2 separate regions of the Pan troglodytes genome follow, and region 1 is linked to region 2. A link is a contact called in public Hi-C data. All regions are on one chromosome and are shown on one strand. Each heading gives the region's core, a stretch centred on a gene start, on an enhancer-like site or on the middle of the called end of the contact. The rest is flanking DNA. Distances are from core to core; before and after follow the strand shown. Region 1 has its middle 52 kb from the start of TLR3. Region 2 overlaps SORBS2 (sorbin and SH3 domain containing 2).

Region 1 (6,829 bases), core at 1,097-3,596, 370 kb after region 2:
AGATAAAAAAAAGGAGAGATATAAGATCAGTGCCTTCACCTCAAGAACTTCATGGTCTCATTAGAGAGGTTTCCTAACAACAAACCATTAGAAATGAGACAGAGCAGGGATCCCTCTTAGGGGCCTGCAGGTCCCTCAAGCATGAAAGAAAAATCTTGAGTTTCTTCAAGGGGAATTCCAGGCACCCAGCTATCCCTGAAGAGTAAATGAGCAACTTGACCAGCAAGAAGGTAATAGTAGCTTAAAACAATAACCAAGGGAGTTGAAGTCATGGGGTGTTTGGTAAAGTCATGGGGTATTTAGATAAAGCTTCACCTCCTTACCCAATTGCAAACCCCAACATCTTTGAATCCACCTGTGACCTGTGGAACCCTGCTTCATGACACCCTACTTTTTTAGGCCAAACTAATATATAGCCTCAATATATTAATTGACTTCTTTGCCTGCAACCTCTGCTTCTCCAGATTTAAAATCTCCTACCTGTAAGCCACCGAGAGGTCAGGTCTCAATTGTAAGCTGCCCAATTCTCTTTCCTTGGCATCCTGCAAATAAACGCCTTGCTTTCTCCTGCTGCAAACCACGGTGTGGATGTTTGGCCTCACCCCACGGGAGAGCAGACACCAGTTCATTTCAGTAACAGAAATAGGTCATTAAAGATGGATTCTGTCTACAGTTCACCCAAGCAAGTGAAGTCTGTGTTAAAATACTCAATAGTATCTCTCTTAGCTCTTGCCAGAATGAACATGAAGTCAATGACAGGCTGGTAACTCATAAAATTAAGGCAGATCTCCACACTCATCGTCTCCACTCTCACCTAACACTTCGTCAGCATCTACTGTAAACAGTTTACTCTACTGAGTGTAGGAAGAGGCACAGTCGTGAATGTGAGCTTCCTGAGTGGGGACGTCCTGCGCTGTCACTTTTAAGGAAGGCTTCACGTAGGCCATGCTGGAACCCAGAGTGCCTGAGACAACCGCTAGGGAGGAGACTGCCTGGGGCCTATGGCTGAAGGAGAATGAGCCAGGGCTTCTCACAGACAGACATGGGTGTAAAGGGAAATGAGGGAAGGAGTTTGGCCTTCATGTGCTGGTCCTTACCCTGGGTCGATGGCGGTGGATGCAGGGCGAGGTGTGAAAGAGACAATCCTACTTTACTGAAGGTCTTGGGAGCTCAGCAGCGTGGACTTGCCGGGATTCAGCTCCCTGGGCCCTGCCCTCTTCTGCAATATGGACAGCAACTGGGTAAGGAGGCGTTGAGAGAAGAGACTAGTAGAAGGGCAGGTGTGCAGAACCGAACATGGAGGGCATTGGTGAGACGTCCCAAGGCTTCCAGGAATAGCTGCAAAGAGCACAGGGCTGCCTGGAGAGCCTGTGTCTGCAGCAGAAACCAGCACCTGCAGGACAGGCCATGGCTGTGAGGGGGATGTTGGAGGTGCTCGGCTTACTGAGCTCTGGAGCCAGCATCATATGTGAATATGTGTTAGCACGTGGCCCAGCACTGTGTGATTCGTAGTAAATCTTTACAGAATTGAAATCTATCTGGTGTCTCTAGAAATTGATTTGAAGCACAAGGTAGCAGAAAGTACTTGTCAGAAGGAGACAGATGCTCAGTTCGGAGGAGGGAGAAACAGGGAATCCAGAGGAGGGCGAAGGCGTCACCTGTGAGGCCAGGCGTGTGGCCTTGAGCAGCCCCGTCGTGTTGCAGAGGTTTCACAGATCAGTAGTTACTGTCTTCATCTGGACTATAGAGAGCACATATCACATAGGCCACAAAGTCTGTCATTCTCCACAGTAGAAAACTTTTACAGGCTGTTTTTATCTCCAGAAACACTGGATTGTTTGGCAGTAACCAGAAACATCTTTCCACCCACACACGCCCACGGAAGCATGTTGAACATCAGTGAAGTACGTTACACTGGGGATTGTCCCGCATATCTTCTTATATAGCAGTTTTTATCTAGTAGTTCGTTAGGGGAGCAGAGATTTTTTTCTCTCTCTCTCCCCTCCCTTTGTAATTTTCAGAATAGCGAATAGCATGATCAAAGCCATCATCTCCTGTTTTCCTTTCTCTAGAGATTAAATAAATCAGGCTGCAAAATCTCTGAGCCTATGATAACAATCACTCATTGATAGCTTATCACTTAGGAAGAGGTTTCAAGGGCTAAAAGACGTAATGAAACCCCAACGCAGAACATGTAAATGAACAGACTGTTTCTTTCCCCTCATACATCCCACACTACTCAGTACAGAGGCCAAAGCTCTGTGAGTGCACAGGGCTGGGGAACGAGGTGCCATCTGGAACTGGAGATGCAAAGCCACATCCCATCCCTGATCCGTATGGCCCAGGCCCAGCCTGGGAAGCTGTGGGGTATACTGACTGCAGGGGTCCCATCATTTCTCCTAGAACGGGTTCTCCGCGCGCTGTGCAGAGAACAATACTGTCCTCTAGCGGTCAGAGATCAGAACTGGAAATCAAGAAGCTTGTTTTTATTTCTCCTCCCGATATTGTCAGTGATTCCCAGAGCAATATACCACTCCCAAAGCAAAGGGAATGGATTGACACAGTTCACAAAATCCAGGCCAGAATCATCCTGGCTTTGCCTCCCTTGTCTGGGTAATGACAGCTGCAGGGTTTGATCTGTTCTTTGGGGCAGTGAAGCATGTATTTAATCTATCCTTAGTTCAGCTTTGCCAAGGGAGAATCAAGATTTTTCTATCTTTATTAAATATGCGTGTAATTTGTCATCAGCTAAATGAGCAAACAATATCTCCTTGTCCACCTCATAGACTTATGATGAGAATCAAATAAAAGCATAAAACAATGTAAAAGTATAAAACTGAATAAATGAGTTATTATTGAGGAAAATGCACATTTATCTGTTATTTAAAACACTTCTTTAATTCACTTCTATGTTTTAGGATTTTTACCTAGATATATAACATCACAATTTATATACATGCAATGAAAACATAATTTATATTCTATGTAATTATGTCCTTTCTAGCCCTACCGATAAGTCTTACCATGAAGAAAACGCTTTATTTTTTTGTGACTTTAAACTCTGGACAATATGTGTCTTCAACCTCTTATAATTCACCCACAGGGATTCTCTTCAAGGATGGTATAACCCACATTTCCAGAGCAGCCACACAGGACAGCCGCCTCTGCACAACCATTACCATAAGCATGGGTGTGTTTGGTACAGACAGAAATGGATGATGGGGAGTATGGGCCCTACGTTGGTGAAGGTAATATTTCCTACCAGATACCACCACCAATTTGCTTAAAATTGCTTTCAAGCTATTAAAATACTGAGAAGGGGATGATCATAAATACTTAGATGGCTGAATTTTTTGCTACATTAGGATAAAAATTGGATGGTAATACTTGGGTTCAAATTATATAACAGCGTAGTGATTTTTTTTCACCCTTGCAAGAAAAATATTCTCAATGAAATATCAGATTCAGAAACAAAACAACAGAAAATGTCTTTTCATATGCTTCAGTAGGGAAACGGGATGCAAAGGAACACTTCCAATAAGGAAACATTTGCTTAAAGTGATTTTTAAGGAAAGTTCTTTTATAATGACCTTTAAAATAGTTAAGATCATACCTGGTGGCCGGGCGCGATGGCTCATGTCTGTAATCCCAGCACTTTGGGAGGCCGAGGCACCAGATCAATTGAGGTCAGGAGTTTGAGACCAACCTGGCTAACATGATGAAACCCCATCTCTACTAAAAATACAAAAAAAAAAAAAAAAAAAAAAGTTAGTGGGGCATGATGGTGGGCGCCTGTAATCCCAGCTACTCAGGAGGCTGAGGCACGAGAATCACTTGAACCCGCGAGGCGGAGGGAGCAGTGAGCCAAGATCAGGCCACTGCACTCCAGCCTGGGCAACAGAGCGAGACTCAGTCTCAAAACAAATAAAATAAATAAAATAATATAAACAGATCATATCCGGCAAATGTTGACAACTATTTTACCTTCATACTTATTCAAAAGTTCAAAATATTAACAGCAAAAGACTTAAGTAGGAGTGCCAAGGCAACCACAAACGGGCCAGCAGTTTAGTTTGCAAACAGAATTGAATTGTACAGGGCAGGGCTCACACACTGACCCCAGCCCAGGGGGACCCTTAAATATCAAGGCAGGAGAGCATTGGTGTGTCAGCCTACGTGGGACCAAACTGCAGAATTTCCTACAAGATCCGTCTTTCCTCCTGTTTTATAGTCCGATACTCTCTTTGTCAACCTGTTTCATTAGTTAGTAGGTCACAAAAAGGGAAACTTCTCAATTGCTGAAAAATCTTTCTCTAGTTCTTAGAATCACAAGGTTCGTGCCTGTAACATACATGCTTTATATCTATTCGACAGTTGCCATCCAGTGTGTATTGTTACCACGTTTAATACATTAAAGTAAATCCCACTGCACCGCGCGCGTGGACTGCCGTGCACACTGACTGCGCTCTTCTTGTTCAGCATGGCTCCGCTTTTAGAGCTGTGGTCTGTGTGTGTTTGTGTGGATGATGTGCACGGCTTTCTGAAACGATGCTCCAGTGGTGGAGAAGGGGACAGCGGGGCTGGACTCTGCCCACCCTGGCCCAGCTGGGCACCCAGCGCCCGTCCTGGCTTCCGCTCCTGTTCTGCCCATCTCGCCAGATTCCGAGCCTGGGTTTGTTCACAGACTGATCCCCAGACTCCCACGCCTGGGACTTGACACCTTCTGCTAAAACTCTTCTCTAAATTCAGCGTGCCGCAGGCTCACCTTTCACAAAACGACTAGATTTTGGCTGATGAGCCCTGTTCTCGTGGGCGTCTGACTGTAGTGAGTCCTTGTTTGGGCTGCACCGTTCCTGTCTCGGCACCGATGTAGTCGACCGTCCAGGTGAGGCCGAACCAGGAGAGCTTTGGCAGCGGTGAAGCCTCTCCATTCTTTCCAGACCAGTGCCGACATACACCCCAGTGGTTCCAATAAATAAACTAATATCCAGACATCCACCCCTCCAGGGACAACAAATATAGAGGTTAATACAAATATTGAGAGGACAGATGGGGCGTGGTGGCTCATGCCTGTAATCCCAGCACTTTGGGAGGCCGACGCAGGTAGATCACTTGAGGTCAGGAGTTTGAGAGCAGCCTGGCCAACATGGTGAAACCCTATCTCTAGTAAAAATACAAAAATTAATCATGGTGGCAGGCACCTGTAATCTCAGCGACTCGGGAGGCTGAGGCAGGAGAATTGCTTGAACCCAGGAGGCAGAGGTCGCAGTGAGCCGAGATCACGCCACTGCACTCCAGCTGCAGCCTAGGGCCGAGTGAGACCCTGTCTCCAAAAAACAAAACAAACAAAAAATAAATAAAATAAAATAAAATAAAAATAAACAAATATTGAGAGGACAAATATGAAAGAAAGCAGATTAGACATTGGCATCAAGCTTTTTAAAGAAAAAAATACTGATTTTATTCAAATGCAGCGAAGTTTCTATTATTAATACTGCCACCGCAGAACCCGCTGACCTTGCAAAATGCTGGGTTCACCTGCAGGACGCAGACACAGAGCTCACTGTGGCTAAGACCAGGTCAGCCTATGGGATCTAGAGAGTTCTGATCCAGGCAAACTCTACCAGGAAATGGAACTCTTATCAGAGAATGAGGAATAGAAGGAACACTTTTCTGTGAATGCCTCTTTACTGTCTCAGTATAGAAAACTTACACAAAATTCAAGAAGCAACTCAAATAACTCTGCCTCCTCATGCCCCTGCCTACTACTTATTCAGATGCACGTTCCCACCGTGTTTCTCCCACTCTCGGGGCGGCACTCATGACTCTATGACGCTCATTTCTGTGCCTTGCCTCCCCCAGGATTGTGAGCGAGGGTAAGACAAGGATTGTGCCTCATTCATCTCAGTATCTCAGCTCTTCGTAGAGTGATGTGCAAATAGTAGGCCCTTCAAAGATGCGCGGAGTTAACACAGAGTTCATTTCTGAAGCTTTTGGCAGCATGGATGCTGTGATCCCTTGCTGGGAGGGAACTAAACTTCAGACCACCCATGTGGGATCTTGAAACAGAAACAGGGAATCCTGTTTTCACTTCATATGTAGATGGCTTTACAAAGATGTCACTCCCACCTTAGCAAGGAGGAAAAGCCATGTGATCTTCACAGTGCCAACTTTTCTTGAGCACTTCAGAAAGCTGAGGTTGCAAGGCAAGCAAGTGAAGTCAGTTCTGAGGAGTGACAGGTCCCTCGGGGAGAATCGGGCCGCACAGACGGTTTCACCCTTGTCAGAGTGTGAGAGGAGGGTGGATGGAGCAGCCGTAAAAGCAGGTTGGAAGAAAACAGCCAGGATGGGCCGGGTGCGGTGGCTCACGCCTGTAATCCCAGCACTTTGGGAGGCCGAGGCAGGCGAATCACAAGGTCAGGAGTTCGAGACCAGCCTGGCCAACATGGTGAAACCCCATCTCTACTAAAAATACAAAAATTAGCTAGGCATAGTGATGGGCGCCTGTAATCCCAGCTACTCGGGAGGCTAAGGCAGGAGAATCGCTTGAACCCGGGAGGCGGAGGTCGCAGTGAGACGAGATCACGCCGCTGCACTTCAGTCCGGGGGGCGACAGAGTGAGAGTCCGTCTCAGAAACAAAAAAAGCGAAACAAAACAAAACAAACAAAAACAAAACAAAACAAAAAACCCAGCCAGAATGCAGCAAATTCTTAAAGTCTGAGTGTGAGCTTGTGCGCTAGATGGTTGAGAAAGCCCCGGTGGGCCTGAGACACAAGGAGAACCTGCATTCACCTAGTGTTAGCTCTTTCCACCATCTCCACTGTGTGC
Region 2 (6,863 bases), core at 206-2,705:
GTTTCCAAATATCTTCTAATAATTTAAAAACCCTGATTTACATATGAAAATTGACATGCTAATTGTAGTCAAACAAAATATTGCACACAGTTGTGTTTATAAAGTGCTGTGCAAGGTACAAGGAAACATGAGTCCTCAATATGCTTAGAGTGCACCTGGGATAATCAGACACAAATAGAATTATGATGGAAAATAATTGGTAAAAGATAATAAAGACCAAATGAAGAAAACACATAGTAAGAATTAAAGGATGTTAGTAGGTGGTAGATTGCTCAGAGAAGGTATTATGGAACCCAAGAGTCCAGAGTCAGCCCTGAATGAGTTTCAGTGAGCAGGGCAAGAGGGGAGCAGGGATGGTATAGAAAAAAAGGCAGAAAAGTGCAAGGTGTGAAGCCATGGCTTGCACGGTTAGTAGAGAGCAAAGAGACTAGCTGCAGTTGACTCGTCCACTGATCAAATGATCAGCTTGTAGGGCTGTACAAAGTAATATGTCACTGCTGTTCCATTCACTAATCACTAATGTGACACAAACCTCAATATTAAAACAGTTATAAAAATTCTAAATTTTCCTGCACCCAATCATTGGAGCTAATTCTATTTGTACCCGTTCGCTTCTCCTGAAAGTCCATGCACATTTCCACAGCAAATGAAAAGAGACAACATCTACACTTACAGTTTTGCTTGGATTCAACAGTTGGACTTCAACTTTTGAGCTAAATAAAGGAGGTGAGTTTGGTGGGCGTGGGAGCAGGGATGAAATTAAGGGAAACATCTTTGTGGGCCTCAAGCTATCAGTGGGGCGAGCCAAGACTTAAACCCAGAGGGCTTGCTGAGTTTGTTCTACTGATTTTCCCTCTATCAATTTGTCTTTGGAGATAGGAGCACAATCCCAAATAGTTAAAGGGCCTGAATGTGGTCTCCAGGGGTGCAGAACAGGAGGATCATGCGACCCCAGGCTGCCCAGAGGACCCCAAGTGAGGTTGCAGCTGCTGAAGGGGAGGGGAGCAGTGCCAGCCTCCGAGCCTGGTCTAAAGAAAGAAGAAAAAAAATAGTTGTGCACCTGTCCTGAGCCTGTGACTGGGCAGGGAGAGGAGCCCTGGGCAGAATCCCAAGGCAACACTCAGGAGAAAGTGATGAAGGGAAAAACATGTGTCAGGGGTCCCTCCTTCCAGCCTGCAGACCCCTGCACGAGATACCAAGGCTCGCCAATCCAAGTGGCAGTGCCTGGAACTGAAGCCATTCTATTGTGACCACTGGCAATTCTGAGTCAGAAAAGTGGCCCCGCCAAGGGGGATTTTTAAACTCTTTCAATGAATGGTTGCATTTTGGAGCAAAAGGCAGGGACAAGGTCACAGAATACTTTGTTTGACTTGTTTTTGGTGAAGTGTATCTGAAAGATCTTACACAATTGTAATCATTCTCTCTGCAGATAAAAGATCTTTATCTTATTTTGTACCCTGGGTTACAGTGTGTCCTTTCAGCCTATCCTTCACACTTTGGTTAAACATTCCTGAAGCTGAGAATAAACCAATAGTGGGAATGAATGAGATAAACCAGTATTAGTTCTCATTTCCATGAGAAAAGTCAATCCTTTTGTTACGCATGCTCTGAGAAAAGAAAAGAAATCCTCCTCCTAATATATGAACTGAAAACACGTGCTCAAACAAAAGGGGAAAAAAGGTGACCGTGTCGTTCTTCCAAACATTGCTGAGCATAAAATAGTCATTGCGAGCAAGGAAACCCATCCTACCTGCATTGTATGTATAAGGAGTATTATACATGTCTGTGTCATCATCTAGAAAATGAAACATAAATATTATGGTAATATAGATTGTCACCAAAGGACAACGAGACAGCAGAACTTCAGACAAACAACAGAAATTTGTTAGAAAAGCAATGTATTTTTCCTAGTTCATAATGCCATTTTCTTTCTTTCTTTCTTTTTTTTTAAAGAGACAGGGTTTTACCCTGTCGTCCATTCTGGAGTGCAGTGGTGATCATTGCTTACTGCAGTCTCCAAACCTCCAACCCCTGGGCTCAAATCATTCTCCCACATTAGCCTTCTGAGTAGCTGGGATTACAGGTGTGTGCCACCACAGGCCTCTGCAAACTGCCCTTTTTTGTCTGTAACATATTTGTCTTGCTGCCCTCTTCATAGCATGCAAAGTCAGGCCCTTGTCCTCGCTTCCCCAGAACCCTCTCTGCTCTGGATCGCAAATTTCCTTTACTAAGTGCTTTAGTGGTCTCCTGTCTACAGAGCAGGCTCAGGCAGACCCGCGCAGGCTCACTCTCCTGATGAGAGCAGACAGGGGTGGACAGAGGAACAATGTGTTTTTCACCCAGGCAACACACCAATTTAGACTGTGGACAGGGGAGGATGGAGGGCTGAGGCCAGAGTGCCTGGTTGTCCTCCATGGGGAGGCTTCTTGGCAGCTCAGGTGGGAGGCAGAGGCACAGGGATCTGTCACCGGAGGGGTGACAGAAGGAGAACAGGAGACATGCTGAAAACAAAGGGGACACGGAGTTTGCTGGGGTCTTGACATTGTGTGTGAATCAAACCGATGCAAAAGACGAATGTACTCCCTTCAACCCACAAGGACCTCATCAGAAAGCAGAGCAGCAGACATACCCGGCTTGTGCACCATGTGAATTTGCTTAAACATCGTCTTGTACCAGTCCTTGGGCCGGTCGACTGTCTGTAATGAAGAGAGCATCCAGTGGTTACAAACTGGCTTCCAATCAACATCGCTTCTCAGTGTTTTCATTTCTCTATTTTATGTTCTTAATAACAGAGTCCCATTCTGTGATAAAATGTTCTGACTCTTTGCTATGGCTTCATGACAATTTCAGCAATTTACTTAGTTATGTGTGCAGTTTGTAAACATATGGCCTTGTGTTTGAATTTAGGCTGAGTTGGAACATTAGATGCTATGGTTTTATTTTTTCAAGTTATAGCTGTACCCAGCACTAGAGAGTTGATATTTGCACAAATATATAAAGTTCACTTAATGTAAGTTATTGTTGTACTAATTTGTTTAACTCCTTTTGGTAGATAATGATCATTATCCTTAGATGCTTTTTATTGAATGTTCTGTAAGACAGTGTTTTCAGAATTAACTGGGGAATATTTTTGACTCAAATTGTATTCTGATCAGCGTGGCTCTAGAGAAATAAATTTGCTATTTACTAGTCTAAGCTACTAAAATACTGAATGTAGTAGGCATCCCAGAGTCCTACAGAAAATTTAAGAATGTAGATATTGCTTCAAAAATGCTAATATGATAACAGAGTGTATACAACATTTGCTCGGCTAAAATTGTAGGTTCCTTGAGAGTAGAAGTCCTTACGGATCCAGGCGTCGGACATGAGGGGAGCAGTAGGCTGTAGTGGAAAGATGAAATTAATGTAGAGTCTTGAACTAAGATTCAAATCTTGGTTCCTTAAATTGCTGCTTAATACACCCTAGCAATACGAATTTGGGCAAGTCATGTCACCTTCTTGAGCCTCAGTTTTCTCCTCTCTAAAATGACATAATTATATCTAAGTCATAGGATTGTTATGGAAATCGAATGAGACAATGTATACACAAGACCTAGAACAATGACTAGAATATAATAACTACTCAATAAATAATAACACTAGGGAACTGCAAATATTTGTAGAATGAAATAATGAATGAACGTAGCCTATTGGATAGAGCTCTGCCTTTCTGGATACCTGTAAAAGTAGACACATGCTTTTATAATCATACTCACAGATTTTGCTTGGCAAGATCTTACCCCAACTCTCTGAGAGCTACCTGGGCAACAGGCTTGATGATTCTGCTTATAGTAACTAAACACACCAGACGTTCCAAGACTGATCTCGATTTAAAAACTTCTGTTAGGACTGATACAAAAGCATTCTTATACTTAATAGACTGAGCTTTGGGTTAGATTTTATTGCCTGATCTTTTTTTCCCCCAGAAATGTGGTCACTGCATTTTTCATCTGGACATTCAGGGTTTTGTGCTATATCTAAATTTATTTTGACCTCTGAGAATATATTATTCTGAAAAATCACCCCGAATACAGGTTAACATGAAGGGCCACTTGACTTCGTTGTGAGTCAGCTCTTCATTCTCGGCTCTTTCTCCATGGAAGAGTTGAGGTTATTGATCGAATATTCAGTCAAAGGATGGGACATGGTGGAAGGGATTGCAGTGGTGAAGCAAGGGTCTATTATTTGCTGGTTCAAAGTTGCTAAACATGTATCTTTCAAGAAAGTTTATTTTTATAAAGGACTGATTTCTCTTTCATTAAACCTCATTTCTTTTACTGTACTAAAGCAACAGAAAATACAACATAATGTTGTGCAAAAATGTTTTCCTGGACGTGCTGATGGCAACAAGGAAGGCTACTAAGTCAGTCCTATCACTGTATATGGCAATACATGTTGACAGACAGGTTTTTTTTTCTTCACTTGCTGGAGGGCCTATATCAGGTAGGATCTCACAGTGATGCCATCTGCTAGCTTTATATGGTGAGCACAAAGATGCCAGAAAATGCCCTGCTGGCAAAGGGAAATATGAAGCTGGAAAAATAAAATACTAAAACTCTATGTCCCTTTCTAAAAGAAGTACTCTAAGCATTTAAAGTTCCTTTTGTAAATGCCATCATGGAGATCGCTATGCCTAAGGCTGAGAAAAAGAAAATAGTCTACTCAAATTTCAGGAAGTTTACTTTTGTATGTAAAATCATTTTGCATGAAAAATAGCTACTAGCAATTCACTATGCCGTTTTTTCTACAACCTTGACTAAATAGACCTGAATTTTTACATTCCTACAGTTTTCAAAACATCAGAACTCTACACTGATTTAACACGCAGAGATTTCAAAAAAGAAAAAAAAGGACATATTTTCTACATAGCAGTATACAGTGACTCTGTTCTATTTTTTTCTCCTTTTCAGTTTTGAAAATACTCAAACAAGTGTTATATTGGAAGTAGAAGAAAAGAATCTTGTATTTCACTTAACTAGCTGGTCTTAATGACACAATCTCATGGGAGCTGAGCCCTGGCGATTTTTGTTGTTTTGAAGAACAGCACTGAAAGGTTCACATAGATGTCCCAGGTCACATGAGAGAGGGCAATCTGGAGAGCTGATTCCCTGCATTAAAATAGCTCAAAAGTACTGTTTGTTGACTCTTGGCTTTCTAGAGTTTCTGGATGACTTTACAAAATTCTGTTTCCTCGGCATAGGCTAAAACGATACTGCAGCATGGTACATTGTGACAGTACCGCCTTTGGCAAATACACTGAATCTGATCATCATTACTTTCTACACACGAGAAAGAAAAACAACCTTGGAGAGTCTTGGCCTGCTGTGGCTCAGAGACAGCCTGACTTGACATTTATAACCACAGCTATACATGGGGATGTACTCTGGAGGGCTGTGTATAGTCAGTGTAAGAGGAGAGTCCTCATAGACCTGGACCTTCTTTGTCAAGTTTTAAAGGTCCAAGTAAGACAACAATTGTGCATAAAAATTACAGTTCCTTATAAGGAACTTCTGCATTGGTTATATTGTGTTTTCTATTTTATAGAAGGGAAACTGGCATTAAATGTTTAGTGTGTTTGCTTATGCATACCCAAACGTGCTTTTGATTTGGCAGTTGATAAACATTTTAAAAATTTTAAGATGATTTAATTTTCATCAACCATCTCTAGCATCTCAGTTTTTCCTTTTGAAACTAACCAGGCAAAGCCTGGTTAGTTAAGGAAATTATGTCTTATAAAGGATGAAAACATGGACCAGGCTTGCATGTCCATTATATATCATTTATTGACCTAAAAACATACTCAGATATCTTTGATAAAATCCTCTCAGACAGAATCTATAACTACATAGAATCAGGGCTTTCTTAATTTTGTCTATACTATGCCTCAAGTGCCAGTTACACAAAACCAATGACACCATTTCTGTCTGACTGTCTATCCCTATATAATTAGAAGAAAGTTTCAAATTTAACCATTTTGAGTCAGAAATCTTAGAAGGGAAATGAACAAGAAAACTTCATCACCAGAAACATGTAATCATCATAAAATGAAGAATATTGGTCATAATCCCTGAACTTTTCTTTGGCACATAAATATGGCAATCGTCAGTTTCAAGACAGATTGTTAGAATGTCATATCACATTCAACATTTCCTCAATCTAAAGAGTCTAAAACCCCAGTAACTGCTGTACAGATTTACTTTTTGGCTTCCAATTGTAATATAGATGCTGAGAATAATCCATTTTAAACTCTTCTGTCTGTATATAAAACACATAATCCCCATATAAGAATGTAAAGTCAAGGAGAGAAGAAAATCCCCACACTTTATCGTTAGTTCTTTTTGACTGTTTCCAATCTTACCACGGCTTTTTTTTTTTTTTTTTTTTCCTGCTCTCTTTCCCATTCTTTGCCTCTATCCCTTATTGTCGTGGCTGCCCAGGTCTGCATTCCAAGGGAGCAGCTCTTGGCCACACCCCAGCTTTACATGGGTCTTGCTGCAAAGCATATGCAGCTGCGGTCCCTCCCCGCATGGCCCCCAGCTTCACCTGTAAAGGTGTTGTTGCTTTCATCCTGTCCCCGGCTTCCTTCTCCCGGCTGGCACAAGCCTTCTCTTCCAGTGGACTTGGTCAGCCAGCTGCTGCCTGCCCAGGCTCTCAGAAGCTGCCTCTGCTACTGCTGCGTTTTGCCGGAAGGGGCTGCCCAGATACACTGAGCAATGCTTTGGCAGAGTTTTAAAACTTAAAAAAAAATCCAAACACTTTCACTTATCATCCCAGGAGAGCTCTCAGCAGGCACGGCTGAAGAGGGACATTAAAATGTGTATTTT

What was found. Hi-C and Micro-C count contacts between places; a contact is called where the count stands out from the background.
Region 1: a contact with region 2 is called in a Hi-C map of stem cell-derived neural progenitor cells, with 5 times the contacts expected there. The contact joins two enhancer-like sites. A contact is called at or near these places in 4 of 7 Hi-C or Micro-C datasets (blood, induced pluripotent stem cells and stem cell-derived neural progenitor cells) and 1 of 1 other capture datasets (stem cell-derived neural stem cells).

Annotation. Positions count from the first base shown.
Region 1 is chr3:187,663,850-187,670,678 of NHGRI_mPanTro3-v2.0_pri, forward strand. No RefSeq gene overlaps it. Among named protein-coding and RNA genes, the nearest start is that of TLR3, 52 kb to the right of the region's middle. Within about 2 kb of position 2,347, at least 10 of the 24 cell types and tissues checked have an H3K27ac peak or open chromatin away from gene starts, as enhancers often do. A contact at or near this core is called in stem cell-derived neural progenitor cells and stem cell-derived neural stem cells, where this site is marked.
Region 2 is chr3:187,292,321-187,299,183 of NHGRI_mPanTro3-v2.0_pri, forward strand. It overlaps SORBS2 (sorbin and SH3 domain containing 2), which reads right to left. Exons shown (of 31, transcript XM_016952610.4): 11 at 2,630-2,696; 12 at 1,751-1,795. Among named protein-coding and RNA genes, the nearest start is that of PDLIM3, 120 kb to the left of the region's middle. Within about 2 kb of position 1,456, at least 5 of the 24 cell types and tissues checked have an H3K27ac peak or open chromatin away from gene starts, as enhancers often do. A contact at or near this core is called in stem cell-derived neural progenitor cells and stem cell-derived neural stem cells, where this site is marked.